2 separate regions of the Sus scrofa genome follow, and region 2 is linked to region 1. A link is a contact called in public HiChIP or PLAC-seq data. All regions are on one chromosome and are shown on one strand. The core of a region is the stretch at or near the end of the contact, and the rest is flanking DNA. Distances in the headings are between cores, read along the strand shown.

The links. HiChIP or PLAC-seq counts read pairs in DNA pulled down with a chosen protein or histone mark.
Region 2: an H3K27ac HiChIP or PLAC-seq map of alveolar macrophages shows a contact between it and region 1. The contact joins two enhancer-like sites. A contact is called at or near these places in 2 of 47 Hi-C or Micro-C datasets (alveolar macrophages and blood) and 2 of 2 datasets of contacts at active chromatin or transcription factors (alveolar macrophages and skeletal muscle).

Annotation. Positions count from the first base shown.
Region 1 is chr15:45,473,509-45,478,006 of Sscrofa11.1, reverse strand. The region is part of intron 1 of LOC110257052 (a long non-coding RNA gene); the gene reads left to right. Among named protein-coding and RNA genes, the nearest start is that of ENPP6, 35 kb to the right of the region's middle. Within about 2 kb of position 3,091, at least 4 of the 83 cell types and tissues checked have an H3K27ac peak or open chromatin away from gene starts, as enhancers often do. A contact at or near this core is called in alveolar macrophages, where this site is marked.
Region 2 is chr15:45,731,000-45,735,543 of Sscrofa11.1, reverse strand. No RefSeq gene overlaps it. Among named protein-coding and RNA genes, the nearest start is that of CASP3, 20 kb to the left of the region's middle. Within about 2 kb of position 3,038, at least 7 of the 83 cell types and tissues checked have an H3K27ac peak or open chromatin away from gene starts, as enhancers often do. A contact at or near this core is called in alveolar macrophages, where this site is marked.

The sequences.
Region 1 (4,498 bases), core at 1,842-4,341:
GACAACATACCCGGGTTCCTTAGCTCCTTCCTTCCTCTCCTTCCTTCTTTCCTTCTTCCTTCTTTTCCTTCCTTTCTTTCCTTCCATCATTCCTTCGTTCATTCATTCACAATACAGTGTTTGGTTGTGTACTGAGGGCTCAGTGGGAATAAAGCAGAAAACCCCCTGCCTGCCCACATGGCATGCACCTGTCTGCCAGAAATAATTCCAGAATATGAGGGGGAATCAAGTAAAAGAGGGAAAAACGAAAATAAAAGGAGTAGAAAAGCAAGAAGGAAGAAGCCCGTGTCAGGGCCTGTGGAACCCACCACATTTCAGGGTGCCTCTGGTTGTTACCATGGTTGTTGGTTTCCAGTGGCCATCCTTGAAGTTGAGAGCACATTTCTGTTATTTTTGTACATATGTATGTGGTGGTCTCTGTGTGGGTTGACTAAGACCCACTGGTGAATGTCCGGTACTAAGGTCAGAATTTATGACCCATAAATTCTCAGCATTTTTCTTCTCAAGACTGGGCATGTTTACACAAAATCTAAATATCTTATACAAAAGGTTGCAGAGACTTCATTTGACCTTGTGGTGAATTTATCAGAATATGGTTGCAAGTCTAGAAAGTAGGCCCTGTCTACATAGGACATAAGGAATCCAGAGGTGGAGGGTTGAAGGTCTAGGAGGATCTGAAATATGGGCATTGCTAGGATAGGGCACTGCAATAAGATGTCCAAGCTGGCATTAAGCCTTGAGTTTGTGGCCACTGGGTGCCCACAGTTTCAGGTCAGAGCATGGCCACATGTGACAATGGTTAACTTGCTCACTTTGCCATTTTTCCAGGGGTAGATTTACCCACCTGACTTCCCAGAGGACTTTCCAGGCAGTGCACAGAGCATCAGTGGACTCCCATCTGATAACAAGACTCCTGGAATTCTGGTGGATGGAGAGGCCCTCCCCTTTCCAGCATGGGAGAGCCAAATCCAGTGGGGAGGAGTTCAACCCAGGACCTTCCCTGTCCCCTCCCCTGCTTTAGCTGTGTTTTCTCCCCATTCCCCACCTGGGTGCACCCCATGTTCACCCAGATCCTGCAGCCACCACACCTGTCCTCACTGAGCATTTATATTACCTGAGCTATCCCAGTGCAAATAATGGAAAAGAAAAGTATCCTCTCCCACTGAATTCAGTCAAGACAATCAAGAATTTTTCTTATAAAGATTGTTTGATGGCACAAGAAGATGAAAGGTAATGATATTCACAAACTTAAAAGTAAGTGAGCATGGGCTAACAAGCATCTGAATTGTCTTCCCAGTCTGATGTGGGCTCAGGTCATAGGCCTCGGCTGCTGGAAACTGGATTAAGCTCTTTACCTTTTCAAGTAAATTTAGCTGGCACTATAGGACTTTCTTTTTTCGGAATCTGGCTGGGAAGCTGGAGGCATTGGGGTGGGGCAGTCTTGGGGCTACACTGGAGCTTTGATCTCCCTCTGCCTTAGTTCTGCACATTGGACAAGGACAGCCTCACTCTACTTGACCTGTCTTTCCTCCTCCTTCCCCACCCAGAATGACTGAGAGTTAGCTCTAGGTGGATATTGGAGAAATAGTTACTAAAACTCATAGCAGTGGTTCTGTGGAGACTCTGGGGAAGAGGGTGGAAATAGCTGGAGTGGTATCTTTAAGTAGGTAAGAGGTCATGGGATCCAGCCCACAGGGAAGCAGTAACCTTAGGCAGGAGCAGGTACAGGAGAGGAGGAAGGCGGGCCAGCCTATATATATTTGTAGAACTTCTGTTTTGATAGCTTCCAATTTTACAGTGAAATGATAAGCCTTGTCTGTTCTGGGTTTTGTGATGGTGGTGGAGATGGTGCTGGAGGTTTATGGAGAGAATGGAGACTGACGGATTGGGAAAATGGCACAGAAAGTGCCTGCTTGAGATTTATGGTCATGAATTCAAATGGGGGCTTTGGGATTTTCTCCAGGACCATTCAGCTGCACAGTATCTGCAGAGCTGGATTTAACTACAGTTGTAATTTTGTCAAGTGAGTGACAAAGTGAAAGAGGGGCAAGAAAGTCGAAGTTTTATGGAAGGGAGAGATGATAATTTCCTGTGCGACTGAAGGAGGGATATGGATATTGTGTGTGGGTGAAGGACAAGTGTAGAGATGGCAGGATCATTGGGTTGAAGGACCTGGTGGGTTCAAAGGATTATATGGTCAGGGTTCTAGAGGGAGTGAGAAAGAAAAAAGTGATGGTCCATGGGTGGAGCAGATGAATTGAGGTTATGGAGGGGTGGCAGTTGTTAGGAATGATGTCAAGGCTCAAGACGGGATCATGAAAGTGACTGCGGCAGGGCAGAGAGCGTGATGGCTAGAGGATTAAGTTCTACAGAGAGGAATGATTTAGAAGAATCATCTAAATTAGTGATCAGCAAACTATGGCCCCTAGCCACATCCAGTCTGCTACCTGTTTTTTAAATAAAGTTTTATTGGAACACAGACATGCCTATTCTTTTTTGTATTTTCTGTGTCTGCTTTTCATGCTGTGGTGGCAGCATTGAAAACCAAAGATATTTGTTATCTGGTTCTTTACAGGAAAAGTTTGCCCACCCCTGATCTAAGTGAATATTAATTTCACTGTTATTTATAATATTATGTGAATAAGCAATGTTCTACAACAAATTTCAACCAATGTAGTTTCCTATAGTAAATATTCATGGTATAATGTTTGTAAGCCAGTTGCCTTTGAAACTGTGGAAACTTTTCAATATTACATAAAACTCTTTGCTCTTCTTTGTAAACATACATTCTCTTCAACTTTATGAGGTCAAGATACAGAATAAATATCGATCTAACTTGTATGAGATGCTAACAGTTTTGTAAATATTCACCAAATATTTCCCTGTTTTAATTATGAGATGAAGGATAAGCTTCCTGCTCTGTCTTCTTAAACCACCTCTATGTCAGCTAAAGCTGAGTTAAGGAATACAGCGTTTTTAATTCTCATTTCTCTTGGTTATGAGTTCCAGTTGTGTCATATTAGTGGGTCAGTCCTGTAACTGATTAAATACTATGAGATCAGCATATAAATACTCTGTCCTTCTTTTAAAACCTCAGCTCCACCTGCAGATGAGTCAGGGAACTGTGATACTCTAGAGAGTCCTTCCTGGCTATTTCATCTAAGTAGTTCTGCCTGCTAATCTCACCCCATTCATTTTCTTCATAGTAATTATGCAAATTATGTGAAACAAGTCAGATTATTTTCACTCACTGTCAAAATTTTCATTCACCTTTCCCAATTTTTGTAGATATTTGGGATTTTAGATAGATTTATATTAGTGGTATACTGTATTTTTCACTGTATAACTTTTCTTTCAAACAGCATTTCATTCACTTTCTATTTTGAAAATTGACACTTTTTAGCCTTACTTCTATGATTAAATTAAAATATTCTCACTCACCTTTTCTGTATCATAACTGCTCCATTCTTGAATCACCCCTTGTTAGAGAGGGGTTGAGTACTTTTGCGTGTGTGTGTGGGGGGGTAACAACATGTGGAGAGTATATTTTCTTAGCTCTGCAGATGTGTTAATATCTTTTTTTTCTCTCACATGAGCGACAATAGTGGCTTGCTATGGAATTATTGAGTCATACTTGCTATGTTTCAAACCTCTAGATGTAGTTCCATTGCCTCTGGTAACAACTGCCTTGGAGCAAAAGTCTTAAGGTGACACGGATTTTGTGTTTTTCTCAGCAGATAACTTAAAAAATCTGATTATTTATTTTGTAAATGCAAGCGCTTCTCAAGGGAATATCTAGATGTTGGACTCTAATTTTCCTTGGTTTTTAAGATTTTTAGACTTAAGTTTTGTTGGTTTCAGGAAACCGTTCTGTTTTCTTTGTTGTTTTTATTCAGTAACTCCTGTATCTCCTTTAGAAATACCAGTTATCCAGAAGAGTGGTTTTGTATTCTCTGTCATCTTTGTCATCTCTCTAATCTCTGTTCTCTTTTTCTCTACATTCTGGAAGAATCTCTCAAATTTGCCCTTCACATCCTACCTTCTATTTTCTGCTACTTCAGTTCTTCACTTCCCCCAGGGTGGTTTTAGTTTTGCGATTGCATTTTGAGTCTCTCTTACTGTCCTTTCATATTCATCTACTGTGTTGTCAAGCCAGAATCCTGAGTCATGCTTAAGCCCTGCTGTCCCTCATGACTTCCTGTGGTCCATCAGTAGTTACATATGTTTCAACCTCCAAATATTTCTTTAAACTGTCAACTTGTCCCCACCTTGACTGCCATCACCTCAGTTCAAGGCACTGTCATCTCATCCCTGAATTCTGATCATCTGCCTTTTTGCTGCCTCTATTGTCTCTTTTAGTTCCTTCTCTATACAGTAACAATTAATACCTATGCATATACTTAAACATATTTATATTTGTGTATGTATCTATACAAATATGTACATATACACATGTATATACCCACATATACATTCACACTCAATTTCCTTTTGTAAA
Region 2 (4,544 bases), core at 1,789-4,288, 260 kb before region 1:
GGTCAAAGCAATCAAATATCATTTATATTTTATTTGAATTTCTCATATAAGTACAAAATTGTACAAAATTAGAAACTGACTTTTTTTTTCTTTTCGGCCACATCCATGGAATGCAGAAGTTCCTGAGCCAGAGATTGAACCTGCACCACAGCAGCAACCCAAGGCACAGCAGTGACAATGCTGGAGCCTTAACCCGCTGAGCCACAAGGGAACTCCTAGAACCTGCTTTTTCCCTCTTCTCTCCTCATACCTTCATATGCCCTCAAGCATAGAGTGAAATGTAAAGGCTGAAATAGTTGAACTAAAATAGTGGTTTGGGAGTTCCCATTGTGGCTCAGCGGTTAATGAATCCAACTAGGAACCATGAGGTTGTGGGTTCCATCCCTGGCCTTGCTCACGGGTTAAGGATCTGGCGTTGCCATGAGCTGTGGTGTAGGCTGCAGATGAGGCTTGGATTCTGTGTTGCTGTGGCTCTGGCATAGGCTGGTAGCTACAGTTCCGATTCGACCCCTAGCCTGGGAACCTCCATATGTCTCAGGAGTGGCCCAAGAAATGGCAAAAAGACCCAAAAAATTAAAAAATAAATTAAAAAAAAATAAAATAGTGGTTTTGTTTATCCAATGAGAACATGAAAAAGAAAGGCCAGACTCAGAACCACTATAATACATCACATCTTTAAAGTTAACCACTAAAAAATATTAAATAATTTGCTCCAGGTTCTCTTCAAATTTTTCTCAAATGTCATCAAGTCATCAATGGAAGAAGCTTATTGTGAAAGTTTATCTGTGAGCCTTCAGGGATCTACTTTGTGCTCCAGCCTTGATGTAAAAGTCCTTTCAAACCACTGCATTGATATCAACTTGCTTGGTTGGAGAGGAGCATAATTTCAAATTGCATCAAGTTAAGTCTGGGAAATTCTGAGCTGACTATCTTTGAAGTGTGATGTTTGTTGGGCAACCCATTTTTCAGTATGTTGAAACAGACAGGTAAACTATGACTAAGAAATGTTTTTCACTAAAGACAATATTTCATTTCGACTCAGAATTCCCCCTCCCCGCTTCACCTCCCACGTGTACACATCCTCTGTGGGCTTCCTGTAGTTTGGGAAGTACCAGCTCTGGAATCTGCTAACTAGCTGCCTCTTCCCCAGTCTGAACTCCAGTTTCTCTTTCTCTAAAATAGGGCAATAATTTCACCCTTCCAGTAGGAGTGGCATGAGAATTTGGGGTAGAAGGTTAAGGGTTTCCTGATAAAATTAGCAGGTCCTATTTTCTAGGGTAAGGTAAACCAGTCAAAGCTGAGTTGGAGGATGGTGAGTGGTAGATGTCGGGTTTCCCTGACAGGTGTTTTTGGTAAACGCAGGCTGCTCTGTGTTTAGATTCGTGATGTGGGTGGGGCCACCACTGGGATGACCTCTGTTTAGGGGGTTCTTTTTTTTTTTTCCTTCATGATCAAGTTGAATTTATTCCAGGGTCACAAGGATGGGTCCATATTTGCAAATCAATCAGTGTAATACACCACATTAACAAAAGGAAAGACAAAACCACATGATCATCATCTCAGTCATTTAGGGGGTTCTAATGTATAAACTATCACTCTGCTAATAAGTCAAGTTCCTCCATTCTGCTTGGTAGTGGAAAACTCATCAGTTTAGGGCAAACCTAGTCAATTCTGAGTTAACTCAGACAATCTGGGCTCGCTCCTTGCCTGGGAGTTTGTGAAGCACCATGTCACAGAGGGAGCAGGAGGCTGGAAGAGTCTGGTTTTCCATTGTCACAGGTGCCCTGTGGGTCCTGTGGAGGTGAACGTCATTCCGTTGGGCTGTCCTCCTCCCCTCCCCACTCTGGCCCCATCAAGTTATCTGTGTTCCCCTGGGGTTTCTGCTCTTAGGTTTACTCCATATCCTCTCATCCCAGTCAGGAGGCCCCATGCCGAGGAGGAAAAGTAATTTTCCCTTTACCCTTCTGAGTTCTTGACTGAGGCCCCTATAATAAAAGACAGATTCACAAAAGACAGACGCATGTATACCTCCCATGTGTACACGGGAGATACCCAGGAAAACTGAGTAACTCTTCAACATGACCTAAACCACTGGCTTAAATAAGCTTTTCAGCTAAAGACAAAAGAAAAGTGAGGGGGTGAGTTCCCTTGTGGTTTAACAGGTTAAGGGTTTGGTATTGTCACTGTGGTGGCACAGATTGCTTCTGTGGCACAGGTTCTATCCCTGGCCTGGGAATTTCCACTGCCACGGGTGTGGCCAGAAAAAATGAGGGGAGGCTGGCTACAGGGGTGGTTACCAGGAAAAGCCAGGTAGAGAAGGGTACGGTTTGTTACACAGAATTGTCAGTGCCCCCTCCATTGATAGGTCTCTTATGATTAAGGATTATCTTTCCTTTCTAGGTACAGAGAGGGAGGCAACATTACAAGCAGAGAATTCCTTTATAAAGGTACATTTCTCTTGCCAAAGAGTGACTTCTGCTTCGTTTTCAGAGCTTCTCCTGTGTCTGCAATTTCTCAACCCTATGCCAAAGAGGTGTATTTTAGGGTGGCTGCCCTTCATCCTCAAAGTCAACTGCATCTCAGACCCCAGAACTGTTTCCTGAGCTCTGTCAGGATAAGCAGGCGACCCCCAGGCCACCTACTGCTTAAGCCTTTCTACACCTTCTATGATGGGGAGGGCAGAGTGCAACCTTCTCCTTTAGGCTCCAAGCAGGAAATAAGGTGCCATTTGCAGAACCCCAAATCTAAGGAGCTGGAGAGCAGTGCTCATTCTCTGAGGACTAAAGCAAAGGCTCATCCCAGCTCTTTCCTCCCCAGCTCAACTCCCTTCTCCCTGCTCAGGGGGGTTTCACCTAGTGGGGGGAGAGCAAGGAGGGGAGAGGCAGTCAGCCTTCTCTTTCTGGGTCATCTCTGGCCTTCAGCTGTTAAACATCAAAATGCAAGAATTTAATGTGACAGTTCTCCTTGGGGCCACGAAGGCCTTGTGTCTAACAGCCACATCAACAGTGTGGGAGTAGGAGGAGGTGATGAGTGAAAGGAAGTGAGGATGCAGTTTTGCCAGATGTGCTTATAATAGTCTGATGCAATTTCTCTCCACCAAGCACTTTACAAACATCGTCTTCCTTAATTCTCAAGAGAATTTTATGAAGTCGTATTATCACCCCAATTTTGTGACTGACGTTGAAATTTTGTGAATTGGAAGCTCAGAGGTTAAACAACTTGCCTAGGTCACACAACTTGAGGTGGGTGGGGCCTGAATATGAAGCCAGGTATTTCTGCCTTCCAAGTCTTTATTCTTTCTACGGTCACTCAACTACTCACTTCGGATACCAAATTAAAAACACAAGCCAGAGCATGCACTAGCATCTAGAGGAGAGCATGTCTACTTTACACCTGATTCTTAGAGCTCTGTCTTTGTGAGGTACTAAAGAGGCATGTGTACAGAGAGTTGGTCAAAGTGATAGAAGATCAGAAAGGATCTATTTTCAAGAGGGGAGTAGCTGGAGGAAAGAACAGACGAATACAAGATCTCAGATCCTTATACACAATCTGAACAAATGGCAGAGGCTCATTCTTCCAGAACCTGCCCTCAGGATGGCCAACAACTATCCTTTATTGCATCATTTAAAGAAGCCACCTTAAAGGGGGGTAAACAAGTCTGAGGATAGAGCTGGAATGCTACAGAGTTTGGGGAGTCAAGTTTGATTGAAAATGGACAGATCCCCACCCTGTGATGAAACACTAGCTTTCTTAATTAAATTTCGAAGACTCTTGGCAATATGTTTAAACACCATAATTTTCTTTCTGACTTTCCTTTTTGATTTTCTATCCAACTCTATTCTTCGTTCATCCACCTGTTACTTTAGGATGCAGAAAGCAAGGGGGCAGCAAGCTGTGATAACTGAGGGAAGAGAGTTAGGCGCATCTGTCCATAGTGGGGTATGTGGGTGGCAGCCAACATACATGAGCAAGACCAACAAGGAGAGTTGAGCTCCAAGCAATGAGTAACCGTGCAAGTTTGCCACCAAGTGGGGCCCTTGGGAAGCCAAATGATACTGTGGCTCTTAGGAACTCAAAAACCAAGTGGAGATGAGACACAGGAAGCTACACTGTGAAAGTGAAAGTTCACTGGCTTTGGGGTCTGCAAGATCCGGCCACGAAGCTTGAAGTCTCTGCTCATTAACTACATGACATTGGACACTTTAGTTAACCTCTGTGAACCTCAGTTTTCTTAGTAAAAAAATAATATAACCATAGCACCATCCCTGCAGTATGGTTGGGAAGATTCTAGAGGATGCATATAAAGCACATAGCTTAGGACTTTATAAGCAATCAGTTTGTGTCCTACATCAAGGCTCATTATTTTCTAAGGGATACTCCACGGCATCTCTCAGATTCTTAGAGCTCATGATAAGTTGGATTCACCGGCCTAGTACGTACCAGGCGCTGTGCCAGTGCTGTGAATTTAAGGCGCAAGCAGCTACAGCAGAAAGCTGGGGATGTGAGTGTCAATCAATCTCTGCAGCATTTATTTTCTACTGATG